Regions from separate parts of the Mus musculus genome. Here region 1 is linked to region 2. Evidence: chromatin contacts called from public HiChIP or PLAC-seq data. All regions are on one chromosome and are shown on one strand. The core of a region is the stretch at or near the end of the contact, and the rest is flanking DNA. Distances in the headings are between cores, read along the strand shown. Region 1 has its middle 10 kb from the start of Gm31600. Region 2 has its middle 6.4 kb from the start of Gm47754.

Region 1 (7,402 bases), core at 1,596-4,095, 200 kb before region 2:
ATCCACCTACCTCTGCCTCCCAAGTGCTGGGATTAAAAGCATATGCCACCATACCCAGTCTTAAAAAGCAGTTTATATGGACACGCTAGACAAGTGCTGCCCAGGCCTCAAAGATGCTTTATCAATTTTATTACATTTTTTTTTTTTAATGGGAGAGGGCTGGAGAGTTGTCTTAGAAATCAGGAGCACTTGTTGCTCTTGAGGAGGCCTGGGTTCACAACCCTCTGTACCTCTAGTCTTAGGGGATCTGACACACTCTTCTGACCTCTGCGGACACCTGGCATGCATATGATGGCCATACATATATACAAACATGCAGGTAAAACATTCACACATGTAAATAATACAATTAATAAATCTTAACAAATAAAACGGGGAGGAGATCCGAGGACCAGCTTACACTCAGGCATTCAGACTTGATAGCAGGCATCTTTGTTCCGTGAGATCTTTTCAGTCCCTCAAAGATGCCCTTTGCACACCAACCCTACCTAGTATCACAAGCCTTAGACTAGGATTGGGCCAAGTCACTTAACACCAGGCCTATCTTACATTTGTGTGTGTGTGTGTGTGTGTGTGTGTGTGTGTGTGTGTGTGTGTGTAGGCCACAGGTCTGAGGACCATGTTGCCCTTGCCTTTCACCTGTATATGGATTCTGGAGATTGAACTCAGGTCACCAGGCTTGAGTGCCAGTCACCTTCACCTATGAATCCCACCAGTCCCCAAAGGACAGCTTCTACTGAATGTCAACTGCTCCATTAAACCACTGTAAAAAAAAAAAAAAATGTAAGTAAAAATATTGTGAGTCCAAAATTTTCCCCAAAGAGTGTTAGAGACAAGTGTAAAAATGGTAGTGAATGAATAGGAGAGGAGAGGAGAAAGAGAGAGAGAGAGAGAGAGAGAGAGAGAGAGAGAGAGAGAGAGAGAGAGAACCTAAGAGCAAGTAGACCCTGTGGCACCAGTCTTTAAGGTCTTTAACTTCAGCTATTCAGGATGCTGAGGTAGGAGGATCTCAAACTCAGATCTTGTATCCAAAAAAAAAAAAGTAAAAAGAGGGCTGGTGTAGATAGCTCAGTGGTAGAGTACTTTCCTAGCATGAGCTAGGTGCTAGGTCTGATCCCTGGTACTGGAGAGAGGAGAGAAAGTAAACAGGGATGGAGAGATACACACCTTACAAAGAGAGATGAAATTACAAGTAGAAAAGAAAAATGCCCACCACTCGTTCCTTGCCAAACATTAGCAGCAAGGTTCTGTCTACTTGCAATGTTTTCACATGCAAGTAATATTTTATATTTTAATTATGAAATAGAAATTGTGTGTTTACATGCATTGGCTCATTTTGCTGGGCAGGGTCCTCTGTAAGGTAGATGGGACAATGATATGAAGCCCCAGATTACGGACCCCACCATTTATTTATGTAACAGGCATAGCTTGAGGACCTACCAGTCTCCAGAGGTGACACTGAATTTTATCACAGAGAGGACTCTTTAAAGGTTTGTCTTGTAGGAAAGATCTTGTCCAAAACAAAGAATTGCAGTTCAGTTAAGATAGTGAAGCTTAGAAAGGCCAATGAGCAACTTAAGGGTGCTATTGGGCTGGTTTTGTTTGCTTATTTATTTGCTTATTTATTTATCAAGGCAGGTTTGAGTGTGTGTGTGTGTGTGTGTGTGTGTGTGTGTGTGTGTGTAACCCTAGCTGTTCTGGACCTCAGTCTGTAGACCAGGCTAGCTTTGAACTCACAGATCTGATGGCCGCTCCCTCCTCAGTGCTGGGATCAAAGGCATGCACCATCATGGACAGGGTTTGGTTATTTGATTGCAAATGATACAATGTCTCCTGCAATAGATATGTTTTTAATCTTTGCAAATAACACCATGACATACAGTATAACCAGCCAGTTGTCTCTGCATCCATCAGTCAGTACCAAAAGAGGATTGGTCCAAGTCTTGTAGGCCAGGCTATCTTTAAACTATGCAGGGCAGGGTGATGTTGAAATTTGACTCCTGGTTTTCACTTCCAGGGATCTGGAGTGGAAACTCCCCCCCCCCTTTTTTTTTCCTTCAGAGCTAGAGATCAAACCCAGGGCAAGCACTTTGCCAGCAGGGCTCCCCCCCCAGCCCTTTGTTATGTACTTTCAGTCTGGGCTAGGTGTCTTGTAACAATGTAAATGCTATTTAAAAAGCTGTTACATAGTATTGTTTAGAAAACAAGGACTAGCAAAACAGTCTCTGCATATTAAGTACAGCTCTGTTAATTTGGGGATCCCCCCCTCAGGTGGTTGAATTTGTTGACAGGGAGCACAAGATATAGAAGATATAGAAGGTAGACTTTTAAAACAAAGTTAAATATAATATCAAACACATTGAATCTTAAAAAGGAAGTGGGCAGTGGGGTGCATGCCTTTAATCCCAGCACTTGGGAAGCAGAGGCAGGTGGATCTCTGTGAGTTCAAGCCCATCCTGGTCTACAGAGTAAGTTCCAAGACAGACAAGGCTACACAGAGAAACCCTGTCTCACAAAACAAACAAATAAACAAAACAAAAAGGCAGAAGGAAATTTCAAGGTTGTTTGGACTACCCTATTCATTCACTTTGCAGCCTTTGCATTGGCATACAGGGGAGAATTTGCTCAGTTAGGATGTAAAGTTAAATAGTGGTTATTTGAGATTAGCATCAAGATCTCCTGACCATGCTCTCTGTTCTCAGGGGCTGCCTTGGTAATAGGCCCTGAGGAACGACCCTCTGCAGTCTTGTTGCTACTGCTGTGTAGAGTGTGGGTCTATCTCAGTGACGGCAGGCGGGGATTGTTGAATTTGTGATAAAGTATTCCATGACTAAACATTTATTTAAGGAAATGTTCCTAAGAGGAACTGCAAGGGGATTTCAGCTCTGTGAGTTCCTTAAAACAGACACATGGCACCTTGCAACTGTATGTATGAACTGTAGTTCCAGAGAATCTGATGCCTATTTCTGGCCCCCATGGGCACATAGTGCCCATATATCCATGCAGACAAAAATACTGATACCCGTAAAGTAATAAAATAAATATAAAACAAAACAAAATCCACCACCACCACAAGAAACCCAGCTACTGTCCGTAAAAGTTGAAGGGAGAGCTCAGCTCAGCGGTGTTGGTGCACACCTTTAATCCCAGCACTCCAGAGGTAGAGATAGATGCAGAGGCAGGAGGATCCTCTGAGTTTGAGGCCAGCCTGCTCTACATAGCTAGTTCCAGGACAGTCAGAGCTACACAAAGAAACCCTGTCTTGAAAAACAAAACAAGGGCTGGAGAGATGGCTCAGCAGTTAAGAGCACTGACTGCACTTCCATAGGTCCTGAGTTCAAATCCCAGCAATCACATAGTGGCTCACAACCATCTGTAATGAGATCTGACTCCTTCTGGTGCATCTGAAGACCACTAAAATGTACTTAGATACAGTAATAAATAAATCTTTAAAAATAAAAAGAAACTGAATTTTAGTTTGTTCATCTGTCAATGTGATTAATAAATTCTAAAAAAGAAAAGAAAAACACAACCAACTCACAAGCAAAACAACAACAATGTTTAGGATAGAAGTTGAACAAGGTGATACATGTCTGTAATCCTGGCACTCAGGAGGCAGAGGCAAGAGGGGAGCTACAAGTTCCAGGCTAGCCTAATTTATTATACATTGAGTTACAGGATAGCCTGAACTACAAAATGAGTTGTCTCAAAAGAGGGGGAAGAGAATGAAGTATGGGAGATGGCTCAGTTAGTGAAGTGCTTGCCATGAGTTTGGACAACCAGCACACGGGTTCAGGCCAGGCAATACTCGGGGCGCAGAGACAGACAGATCTCTATGAGTTCAAGGCCAGATAGGGCTACACAGTAAGACCCTGCCTCAAAATCAAAACAAATAAAATTGAGTGTAGTAGGTCTGAATCTGTAACTCCAACGCTGAGGGGAGGTGTGGAGAAAGGTGTATTCCTGAAGCTTATTGTCCAGATGGTTAGTGAGGGATCCTGTCTCAGAGTGTAACTAGTGGAGAGAGACTAAAGGGGAGAGCCAGTATTAACTGCTGGTCTCCGTATGCGCATGTATGCACACATGCCTGTTTATTCATGTGCACAACACCCACTCATACACACAACCACAACATATAGCCTATACCTACTTTTAGGAAGAAAAAGGGAAGAGAAGGCACATCTGATATTTTTAAAAATACATTTAGGGAATACTGATTATACTTTAGAGAGCATTAAGGAATTATTGTTGCTGATTTAAATATTGGTAAGTTTGTGATTATATTTAAAATATAGTTCTCATTTCTTAAACAGTAAAATATTTGCACTGAAATCCTGTGCTATCTGTTACTAAAATAATCTAATTTTGGGGTTTTGGGTGAGTTAGAGAGTGAATATAAATGATATGTATATAGTTGTGGCTATCCTAGAACTTGCTATGAGGACCAGGCTGACCTTGAACTTGAGGAAGTCAAGATGTTTATCCATGGAGTGCTGGAAATAAAGGTGTGTGTCATTACATCTAGACTTTATTTTGTATTTTAAAAGTCACCTTTTGGCCAGGCAGTGGAGGCACACGCCTTTAATCCTAGCACTTGGGAGGCAGAAGCAGGTGGATTTTTGAGTTCGAGGCCAGCCTGGTCTACAGAGTGAGTTCCAGGACAGCCAGGGCTACAGCGAAACCCTGTCTCGAAAAACCAAATTAAAAAAAAAAAAAAAAAAAAAGACCCAAAAAGTCACCTTTTTAAAAATTTCTCTAAAATTTCCCAAAATAAAATGAACATATATATTTTTTCATATATACATGGAAGGATATATATATGTATATATATGAATATGAATGAAGGAAAAATGTCAGAAAGGAACATGTTTGTTTTTTTAAGGAAGGTTTGTAATATTCAGGAATATTCAGAGTGTGTCACCATGGAATCTCTATTATTAAGACCCTCTTTGTGGCTTAGAAGACTTGCTGTCATTGGTTTTATCCTAAGATCTGTAGAGCTGGTTTATAATACTGTATTCTTAATTGTATGGATAATATATTTAAAACACATGTGGTAGCTGAGGTTCTGGTTCCATTTTGAATGAGTGTGCTGCGTCTCCACCCCCTTTCTATTCATATCTGCATCTGGAAATCATCAAACTATCACAAAGACAATCCAATGAGTGCAGTTAATTTGAGGTATAGATACCATTGAGGTTATGAGCAAGATCGCTATCATCCAGTAAGTATTTGGTGATATGTTATAGAGATCTGAAAAACTGGAACATGTGTGGGATTCCCAAGGACACAGAGAGGAAGCAAAGTGCAGACAAGACCGACTTCATGAACTCAGAAGTTCTGGGAAAAGATTTTTTTCTTTTAATTAAAATATTTATTATTAGTTTTAGATGGAGGCTGCTTATATTGGTCAGCTTGGTCTTAAACCCCTGAGCCCCAGTAATCCTCTTGCTTCTATCTTCCAAATGGCTGGGACCATAGGCTTCAACCAGAGGGGAAAACATTTAATCCCATTTTGCTTAAATCACCCAAAACAGGTTAAAGATGTGCCAAGGACCCTTTTCTGCTTTCTTTCTTTTTTTTTTTTTTTTTTTTTTCTGTTTGTGCCCTAGCTAGTTTAATGTCAACTTGACACAAGCTAGAGTCATCTAAAAGGAGGGAGCCTTAGTGGAGAGGAAAGATTTCTATAGAATCCAGCTGGAGGGTATTTTCTTAATTAGTGATTGATGGGGGAGGGCCCAGCCCATTGTGGATGGTGGCAGCCCTGGGCTGGTGGTCTGTGCTCTATAAAAAGGCAGGCAGAGCAAGGCAGGAGCAAGCCAGTAAGCAACAGCACCCCCTCCATAGCCTCTGCGTCAGCTCCTGCTCCAGGTTCCAGCCTTGGTGAGTTCCTGCCCTCACTGCTTTTGATATGAAACTGTGAGCAAAACAAACCCTTTCCTCCCAGAGCTGCACTGGACATGGTGTCTCACTGCAGTGACAATAACCCAAACTGTGGCAAAGTGTTTCTGCTCTAAGACTGAGGTTCCTTCATGGTGATGGACCAGTCATCAGGATACTGAATTATTGCAGTGTCTGCAAAGCCTTGTGTGTGTCAAGCCCAATAATAATAGAATAAAGACGTCCTATGCAAGTGGAAGTCTGTGTCACTAATCAACTTATTTAGAAGACTTTCTAAATTTATATAATCATATGTAATATGTATTGTTTATTTTTTCTTTGTCAGAAATGGTGACAATGAGTTACTTTTCTCATTGTTGCCACCAGATATCTGATAAGGAGCTACTTAAGGAAGGATGGGCTGATTTTAGCCCGAAGTTCCAGGGTACAGTACATCACAGTGGGTGGAGCCATGGCAGGAGGAGGTTCGGCAGCTGGTCACATGCATCAGCAGTAAGGAAGTAGAGCGAGGTGGGTATCTCGCACCCTGGGCTCAGTTTTTCCTTTTTATTCAGGCCTGCACAGAGGACCATAGTACAGTGCAACCAATGGGCAACTGCTTTAAGTTCTGAAGAAGCTGACTGTGCTATGACACGCTTATTGGAAATAATGGCAATTATGGGGATACCTGCATGAATTAAAACTGATAATGTTTCTGAATATGTATCCAACAAGATGAAGCAATTCTTTGCATATTACTATATAAAGCATGTTACTGGTATTCCACACCATCCCACTGGGCAATCAGTTATAGAAAGAACCAACCGTACCTTTTGTGTGTGTGTGTGTGTTGCTTCTTTTTTTTTTTTAAATTAGGTATTTTCTTCATTTACATTTCAAATGCTATCCCAAAAGTCCCCCCATACCCTCCCCCTCCCCGACTCCCCTACCCACCCACTCCCACTTCTTGGCCCTGGCGTTCCCCTGTACTGGGGCATATAAAGTTTGCAAGACCGATGGGCCTCTTTTTCCACTGATGGCCAACTAGGCCATCTTCTGATACATATGCAGCTAGAGACACAAGCTCTGGGGGGTACTGGTTAGTTCATATTGTTGTTCCACCTATAGGGTTGCAGACCCCTTTAGTTCCTTGGGTACTTTCTCTAGCTCCTCCATTGGGGGCCCTGTGTTCCATCTAATAGCTGACTGTGAGCATCCACTTCTGTGTTTGCCAGGCACCGGCATAGCCTCACAAGAGACAACTATATCAGGGTCCTTTCAGCAAAATCTTGCTAGTATATGCAATGGTGTCAGCGTTTGGAAGCTGATTATGGGATGGATCCCCGGGTATGGCAGTCTCTAGATGGTCCATCCTTTCGTCTCAGCTCCAAACTTTGTCTCTTTAACTCCTTCCATGGGTGTTTTGTTCCCAATTCTAAGAAGGGACAAAGTGTCCACACTTTGATCTTCTTTCTTCTTGAGTTTCATGTGTTTTGCAAATTGTATCTTGTATCTTGGGTAT
Region 2 (7,419 bases), core at 3,227-5,726:
GCCTGGCAGGTTCCCAGGTGAGGCTGATGAGAATGGCCTGACATTGACCCTGAAGCTAGTCTGAACTCTATCCCAAGTGACAGTTAAACATCTATACCTTGACGCATGTGCAGGGCAGGTGTACATGGACACGCTTAGGTAGCTAAATGCTGGCTCATTTCACAAAAGGATTTGCATTTGCCTGTAAAATACACTGTCTACCAAGGCAAAGAGTTGTGGTGTGAAAGGACTCCAACGAAGGGAGCATAAAGATGGGCTTTGACCTAAGTCAAAGGATTTCAGTCAGGATAGCTTGCCCTCTTTGCAGAACCATGTGGGCCCCTTTTCCATTTCCTGGCTGACTGCATCTTGTTGGTATTCTAGTGAAGGACCGCTGAATGTTATTACTCGAATGTGAGAACTGTATTAAAGGGTCGCAGCATTAGGAAGATTGAGAACCACTGTACTAGAAGAGCGAGGGCGTGGATTTTTAGCTGCCTTGAGCCTGCACTAAGACTTTCTCAGGTAGGCGGGACCAAATGGAACTGTTAGAGAGGTGGCTGAGGAAATGAAGTTCTTAGCTTCTCTTGCCCTGAGATCTCCCGGAGGAGCACAGACCCTGGGAAGAGGTGGATGCAAAAACCAGCCACTGATCAATCTTCAGTGCGGAGCAAAGCATGATAGATGCTGGGAGCTGTAGTTCCACGGGCAGCCAGAAAGCATTTAGAGGACTATGGATACTTTAAACCCCAATCAAATAAATGGGGGGGGGGGGGGGAATCAGAAGTAGCAGTGCTTTGCATAAAGCAAGTGTCACTGTGTAAAGCTTGTTTTGGTGTTTATGTTTGAGTGTGTGTATGTGTATGTGTGTGTGTGTGTGAGAGAGAGAGAGAGACAGAGACAGGGACAGAGACAGAGACAGAGACAGACAGATTCTGGATCATGACTTATGGATGTCAGAAATGCTTAAAAGACCTAGAATGCAAAGAAAAATCAAGGAAATTGAATAATTTGTTGGTTTTGTGAGTTGTAGAGGAAAGAACGAGCATTGTGGGTGTCCTGGCTGGTGTCCTGTGTGTCAACTTGACACAAGCTGGACTTATCACAGAGAAAGGAGCCTCCCTTGAGGGAATGCCTCCATGAGATCCAGCTATAAGGCATTTTCTTAATTAGTGATCCCTCAAGGGGTCAGGGCCCAGCCCATTGTGGGTGGAGCCATCCCTATGCTGGTAGTCCTGGGTTCTATAAGAAAGCAAGCTGAGTAAGCCAGGGAAAGCAATCCAGCAAACAACAGCCCTTCATGGCCTCTGCATCAGCTCCTGCCTCTAGGTTCCTGCCCTGTGTGAGTCCCAGTCCTGACCTCCTTTGGTGATGAACAGCAATGTGGAAGTGTAAGCTGAATAAACCCTTTCCTCCCCAACTTGCTGCTTCTTCTTCTTCTTCTTCTTCTTCTTCTTCTTCTTCTTCTTCTTCTTCTTCTTCTTCTTCTTCTTCTTCTTCTTCTTCTTCTTCTTTTTCTTCTTCCCCTCCTCCTCCCCCTCCTCCTCCTCCTCCTTCTTCTTCTTTTTTATTTTTATTTCATTTTTTTGAGACAGGGTTTCTCTGTGTAGCCCTGGCTGTCCTGGAACTCACTTTGTAGACCAGGCTGGCCTCAAACTTAGAAATTGGCCTGCCTCTGCCTCCCAAGTGCTGGGATTAAAGGCGTGCGCCACCACGCCCGGCTCCCAACTTGCTTCTTGATCATGATGTTTTGTGCAGGAATACAAACCTTGACTAAGACAAACTGGTACCAGAAATGGAGTATTCATGTGACAGCCTGACCATGTTTTGGGGAGGACTGTGGGAAGACTTTGGAACTTTGGGCTAGAAGACCCATTTGCTGTTAAGAGCTCTGTGGGATGTTGTGTAGGAGCTTGGAAGATAATGTTGAGAAAAGTGAAAATGGTGAAGGGCTGGCTTGTGAAATTTCAGAGGGAAGATTAAAGACTCTTATCAGGGCTGTAGCTGTTTTGATTGTGAAGATTCTATAGTTTTGGTTAGCTGGAGCTGAAGAATCAGCTGTGATTAACAAGATACCAGAACTGCTAAAACAAAACCTTTGTATTACTGGGATGATTGATGCTGGTTAGCTGGAGCTAGGAAATTAGTGGTGACTAAGAAGAGACCAGCATCACTAAGGTGAAATCTTCTGGGAAGTGGAACACAGAGAAGCTGTGTTCCAGAGTCAGCCACAGTTGTACCTCATGTTGGCAGCCAGACTTGGTAATGTAGAAGAGTTTTGAAACAATGAAGGGTTAGCAGCTGATGCTTGACCCTGTGAGAGGCCAGAAGAGGCCATGGGTAAAGGTGTAGCCTCAATGGCATTTGAAGGCCCAGGACTGAAGGGGTCACACAGAGAAGTTGAGGCTTAGCACCATGAAAAGAGCCTATGGGAGGTTATTTGTGAAAGTGCTGTCTAGTTGCAACAGAACACAGCAGTGTTTTGGAGATGCCAGTGCCCTGAGATGATCATCAAGAACAGCAGCAGCAGCTGGAGCCTAGAAGACAAGGTGTGTGCTACACAGGGCAGAGCTGGAGAAGTGACCCAAGCTCTTGGAGGAGCCCAGAAGGTCATGAGTGTGTCCCAGACATTGGAAGGTAAGAGTTTGACCTTGCTTTTGATTGTGATTGGGCCCTGATATTTTTCCCTCTTGAAGTAGAAGTATTTTAGCGGAGTCTACAGTTAAGAGACTTAGAATTTCAAAAGAGATTGGATATTTTAAAAGGGTTAAAATTTTAATATGTAACAATTTGTAAAGACTGTTGGACTTTTAAAGTTATTTAGATCTTGGGGATGAATAAGAAAGCAAGGGCTAAGGCTTAATAGTGATGTGTTTGTGTGTTAAGTTGACAAGGGGTCAACTGTACTGGCTGGTTTTGTGTGTTAACTTGACACAAGCTGGAGTTATCACAGAGAAAGGAGCCTCCCTTGAGGGAATGCTCCATGAGATCCAGCTATAAGGCATTTTCTCAATTAGTGATCGCTCAAGGGATCAGGGTCCAGCCCATTGTGGGTGGTGCCATCCCTAGGCTGGTAGTCTTGGGTTCTATAAGAAAGCAAGCTGAATAAGGCAGGGAAAGCAACCCAGTAAACAACAGCCCTTCGTGGCCTCTGCATCAGCTCCTGCCTCTAGATTCCTGCCCTGTGTGAGTCCCAGTCCTGACTTCCTTTGGTGATGAACAGCAATGTGGAACTGTAAGCTGAATAAACCCTTTCCTCCCCAACTTGGTCATGATGTTTTGTGGAGGAATAGAAACCCTGACTTAGACAGTGGATTATTAGCTCATTTGCTTTTCGGAAGCCACATTTTCTACTGTTACCCAGGTCCAGTGGCACTCGTCTAGACCTATCTCATACACTCAAGATATGCCCATCCTCACAGGGCTGCTGGTGGTGAGGGAGTTCTCAAAGATAAAAGAAACAGACTGGGCTCTCTACTCAGAGTTTCAGGTTCCTGTGGGCATCGAGGAAAACAGACAGGAGACAAAGCCAGGGTATGGAGGATGTTCATTACAGAGCAAAAAACTACATTGAAGGGCAAGTTAAGACTTCTTGACAGAAATAACACTGAGTTTCTGATAGCTTGCTTTACGGACAAATTTAATTTAATGGGGAAAGTGGATGGGAAGGTAGGATGCCTGTGTAGTTGTTTCCTCAAAATCTCAACATTCCCTTCTAAGGGAGGAAAGAGTCTCTTAAAGCTAAAAGGCCCACAAAACTTACAAGCCTCCTCAAACCCAGTGTTAGAAGATGCACATGGCCTGTCCTCTCCCCGAGGTCAGACAAGCAGTAAACAGTTTCTGGGGTGGGGGTGGGGGAGATTTTCTTCAGTGGCGCTCCCTGCAGGTTGTGCAGGGTCCAGCAGTGAGGTGTTCTCAGCCCTCATCCATGCTGGGTGGGCTGTGTAGTGAGGCAGTTCCCTTGAGTCATCTGTCCTTCCATCACAAGCCATTGCCAGGTAATCACAATACGTTCCTTCCCTCACCAAGTTAGACTGGGGTGGAGTTGTTTCTTGGACCTGCCCTGGATGCCCTATCTGAGATGAGGAGACATCTGTTCCTGCCTCTCCAGAAAAATCAGGCAGCACAGAGAATTCCACAAATAGGGCTTAGTAAGACTTGCTTCCCTTTCCTGTCCTTAGATGGGTTTCTCAGGGGGCACCAGGCACATGACGGGAACAGGCAGTTTTGCTAGACAAACAGCATGGAGAACTGTTCCTATGGAACGAAGGAGAGCTGTGGTGGTCTTGTGGGCCATGGTGGGGTGATATGATACTGTTCCTACCTACATCTGCCTGGAACCACCTTGCATTTTGCACCCCTTATCTCTCTGTCTATCTAGATACTTGGATAGATACCACAAAATAAAATCGACGGGAACAGAAAACAGAAGGAACAAGCAAGCAGCAAGCCCGTTTGGGTGTTTCCTTTCTTTTAGACCCAGCCTAACTCGCCTGGTTCTTTAAAGATATGCTTAGTCAACAAGACAGCTGCCTGCATCTAGCTGCAGAAAACACGAAGCTGAACATCGTGGAATTTCTTTTAGAGGGAACACTGAACAATTGACTCACAACAACAGGGTCCACTCCCAGACAGATCTGTTTTGCCCTTCAGCCAGCAAGTTGCTCTGGGCTTTCCCAGTACCATCATCTGAATGCTCAGAGGTAGCTAGCGTTCCAGGGTCAGATCTGGACCATGCAGAAAGCATGCTTTGAGAGTTTACCTCCTGAAGTGTCGCCAGTATCCAGTATCTCTTTTTTTTTCATGGACTGAGCTGTTCCAAGGCTTTTCATATCAGTTGGAATGTCGTGAATTTCATTTTCATGAAAGATAAATGAAATTGTAAACTGGGTACAAATTTAATCTTTTTTCCCCCCTGATATTGAAATTCCTCATTATCTGCCCTTCCCTGTTCTCCCTCCTATTTCTTTTTCCTTTTCTTTTTTCTTGTAAGAGGCTGTCTGTGATAGAATAACTGGTTTTTCCCGGAATGGCTAATACATAATAAAAAGAACACCATTCACTAATAACAATTTGTTGATTGTTCCCTGAACCCCTGGGAGGTGTGTGGAGACTGAGATTTCTGTCCGCAGCAAAGGGAGTGTGGCTGTGTGGTAGGCCTTATGTCAAGGCCAACTAGGAACTCAAAACGGAGGTATGTTGATCCTATAGAAAGCCAGTCTTCTCTCTGCCCTGCCCCCTCCAACTCAGGTGACTGTAGAGTCTACCAGCATGTTAGCTCTGCTTATCCAAATATTCTATGCTAGTGTTTGTCCCTAGGCGTCAGGGAGGCCAGGAAATGAAAATGAGTCTGCTGGACACCCAGGAGAGCTGATAACTTATTAAGGAAGGGGATGGGGACTGGGGGATTGGGGATTGTAGGAGGTCTGTGGGGGTAGCCAGTGGGGAAGAAACCATGTGTACTGATTAGGAGCGATTAGGAAAAAGAACTCAGCAAGCACCAAGAGGAATTAAGGAAATCAGGAAACTTCTTAAATTAGAAGTGGGATTAGAGAATGTATCAGGGAAGGGAGATTTGATCTCAGAGTATCCCTGTGCTAAGAGGCTTTCGGGGTTGCTTGAGAGTGGGTTCAAGACCTGCTGCGTATTAGAGTGGCACCAAATCAGGTTGCCCTGAAAGAGCTATCTCTTGAAATGGGAGTTAAATAAAGGGTCATTTGGCAGCTAACCTGGAACAGTGGTGGTTGTCACTGACAACACAGCACATCAAGGTGGAAGCAAGAGTTGGAGTACAGACACCTCCCAGCCCAGAAGCAGAGGAGTGTGAGAAGGGGTGCCAGTTGTCGTCATGTCCTCTATGACCTAAAGACCTCCTGATGGTACAATGGTGAAATGTCCCCCACAGGCTCCTGAGTTTGAAAAGTTAGTCTCCAGGTGGTGGCCCTCTTTTGAGAATCTGTGGAACTTATGGCAAGTAGGGCCCCTGGGGCATGGCACCCTGTTTTGTTTTTCTGTTGCTGTGATAAAGCAATCAACAAAAACAACTTGGGGAAGAAAGGGTTTCTTTTAGCTTACATAAAGAAAATCTAAGACAGAAACCAAAGCTTGCTTTCTTATGAAACTCAGGACTTCAAAGTCAAACAGTAGTCATGGCCCTGGAGCCTGGGTTGGGGAGATCAATGGTCATTTTATCTCTTTGCACAAAAGGCAGCTCACCACATAGAGTCCTGTGTGGCCTGAAAGTAGGTTCATGGGGGGCTCACTGGGTTGTTAGTGGCCAAAAGGAGAAGCTGATTCTCTCACATCATGGGGAGAGGGTGGAGTGTAGAATGGTTATTTACTGGGAGGATACAGGGAGTCACAGAACTGAAGGAGACAGACCTCAGGCAAGCTTCGACAACCCAGGCAGAAGGAAGCCAAGTCTCTAGAAGTTCACTCTAGACTTGATTTCACTTGGGCTTCCTCCCACCCCCAACTCAGATATGTGTAAGGAATTGGATCAGGTCTACTTCCCAGTTTGTGGGCCCTGTCCTCGTAGGTCTGGGCAAAGCACATCTTGCTTTGCTTCTTTTATTTGATCCTCACATTCCTTTTCTTTCCTCCTCAAAGACAACCACTTTACAGGAATTTGATTTATGCCTTTGATTTAAGTCCATACCCATGGATAGAAAGCATGTGTTTGCATTTCACGTTTATACGCTTCTTTTCAGACTATCAAATGTGTCTAAAGTTCTCTCTGTGGTGGTGTGCGGACACTTAGTTCAGTGGCTATGAGTTACCACAGTGTTTAAACCCTTGCATGCGGTTATCAACAGTAGTCTTTAGACCCATTTCCCTAGAGATGGCCACCTTGCTGTGTCTTCAGTTCTAGCCACACAGGTCACTATAATAACAAACCTTATGTGCATTCCTATTGTTCTGGGTGGGAACTTTCCTATAATAGGAGTCTTTCACCATCACTCTGAGGATGGGGAGGGACGAGGAATGAGGGCTACTTATCAGGCATGCTTACCCCACCGCCCTCTGTAGATTCTAATGCATTAGACAGAAGTGAGTCCTGGGGTTGGGTAGGTTTAATGTGATGCTTCTTATGACCAAGTGTATGTGGGGGGAGAATTACCTTTCAGTGTCCACACCAGAATCAGAAGCCAGGTTAAGGGTACAGATAGATGGCCTTGGTGACATTAAACACCAAAGTTTACTTTCTGAAAGGGTGGTTCACTTATCTCTTCTCTCTCTCTCTCTCTCTCTCTCTCTCTCTCTCTCTCTCTCTCTCTCTCTCTCTCTCTCTCTCTCTCTGCCTTGTGGTCCTTTGGTTAGAGCCTGAGGGCATCTCACCTTCTAGGCAAGTGCTGCATCACCAAGTCCGTCCTTGGCTCCCCATTCTCTCTATCCACTCTTTGTTTTTTAAGTCCAATGTCAAATTGGTTTTCACTGATG

Evidence for each region. HiChIP or PLAC-seq counts read pairs in DNA pulled down with a chosen protein or histone mark.
Region 1: a contact with region 2 is called in an H3K4me3 HiChIP or PLAC-seq map of bone marrow-derived macrophages, with 4 times the contacts expected there. The contact joins two enhancer-like sites. A contact is called at or near these places in 8 of 39 promoter capture datasets (the 3T3-L1 cell line, the C10 cell line, the HPC-7 cell line and 4 more), 1 of 484 Hi-C or Micro-C datasets (bone marrow-derived macrophages), 8 of 115 datasets of contacts at active chromatin or transcription factors (bone marrow-derived macrophages, cardiomyocytes, embryonic forebrain and 5 more) and 2 of 9 other capture datasets (liver and pancreatic islet).

The regions. Positions count from the first base shown.
Region 1 is chr13:37,768,349-37,775,750 of GRCm38.p6, reverse strand. No RefSeq gene overlaps it. Among named protein-coding and RNA genes, the nearest start is that of Gm31600, 10 kb to the right of the region's middle. Within about 2 kb of position 2,845, at least 10 of the 459 cell types and tissues checked have an H3K27ac peak or open chromatin away from gene starts, as enhancers often do. A contact at or near this core is called in bone marrow-derived macrophages, where this site is marked.
Region 2 is chr13:37,570,993-37,578,411 of GRCm38.p6, reverse strand. No RefSeq gene overlaps it. Among named protein-coding and RNA genes, the nearest start is that of Gm47754, 6.4 kb to the left of the region's middle. Within about 2 kb of position 4,476, at least 10 of the 459 cell types and tissues checked have an H3K27ac peak or open chromatin away from gene starts, as enhancers often do. A contact at or near this core is called in bone marrow-derived macrophages, where this site is marked.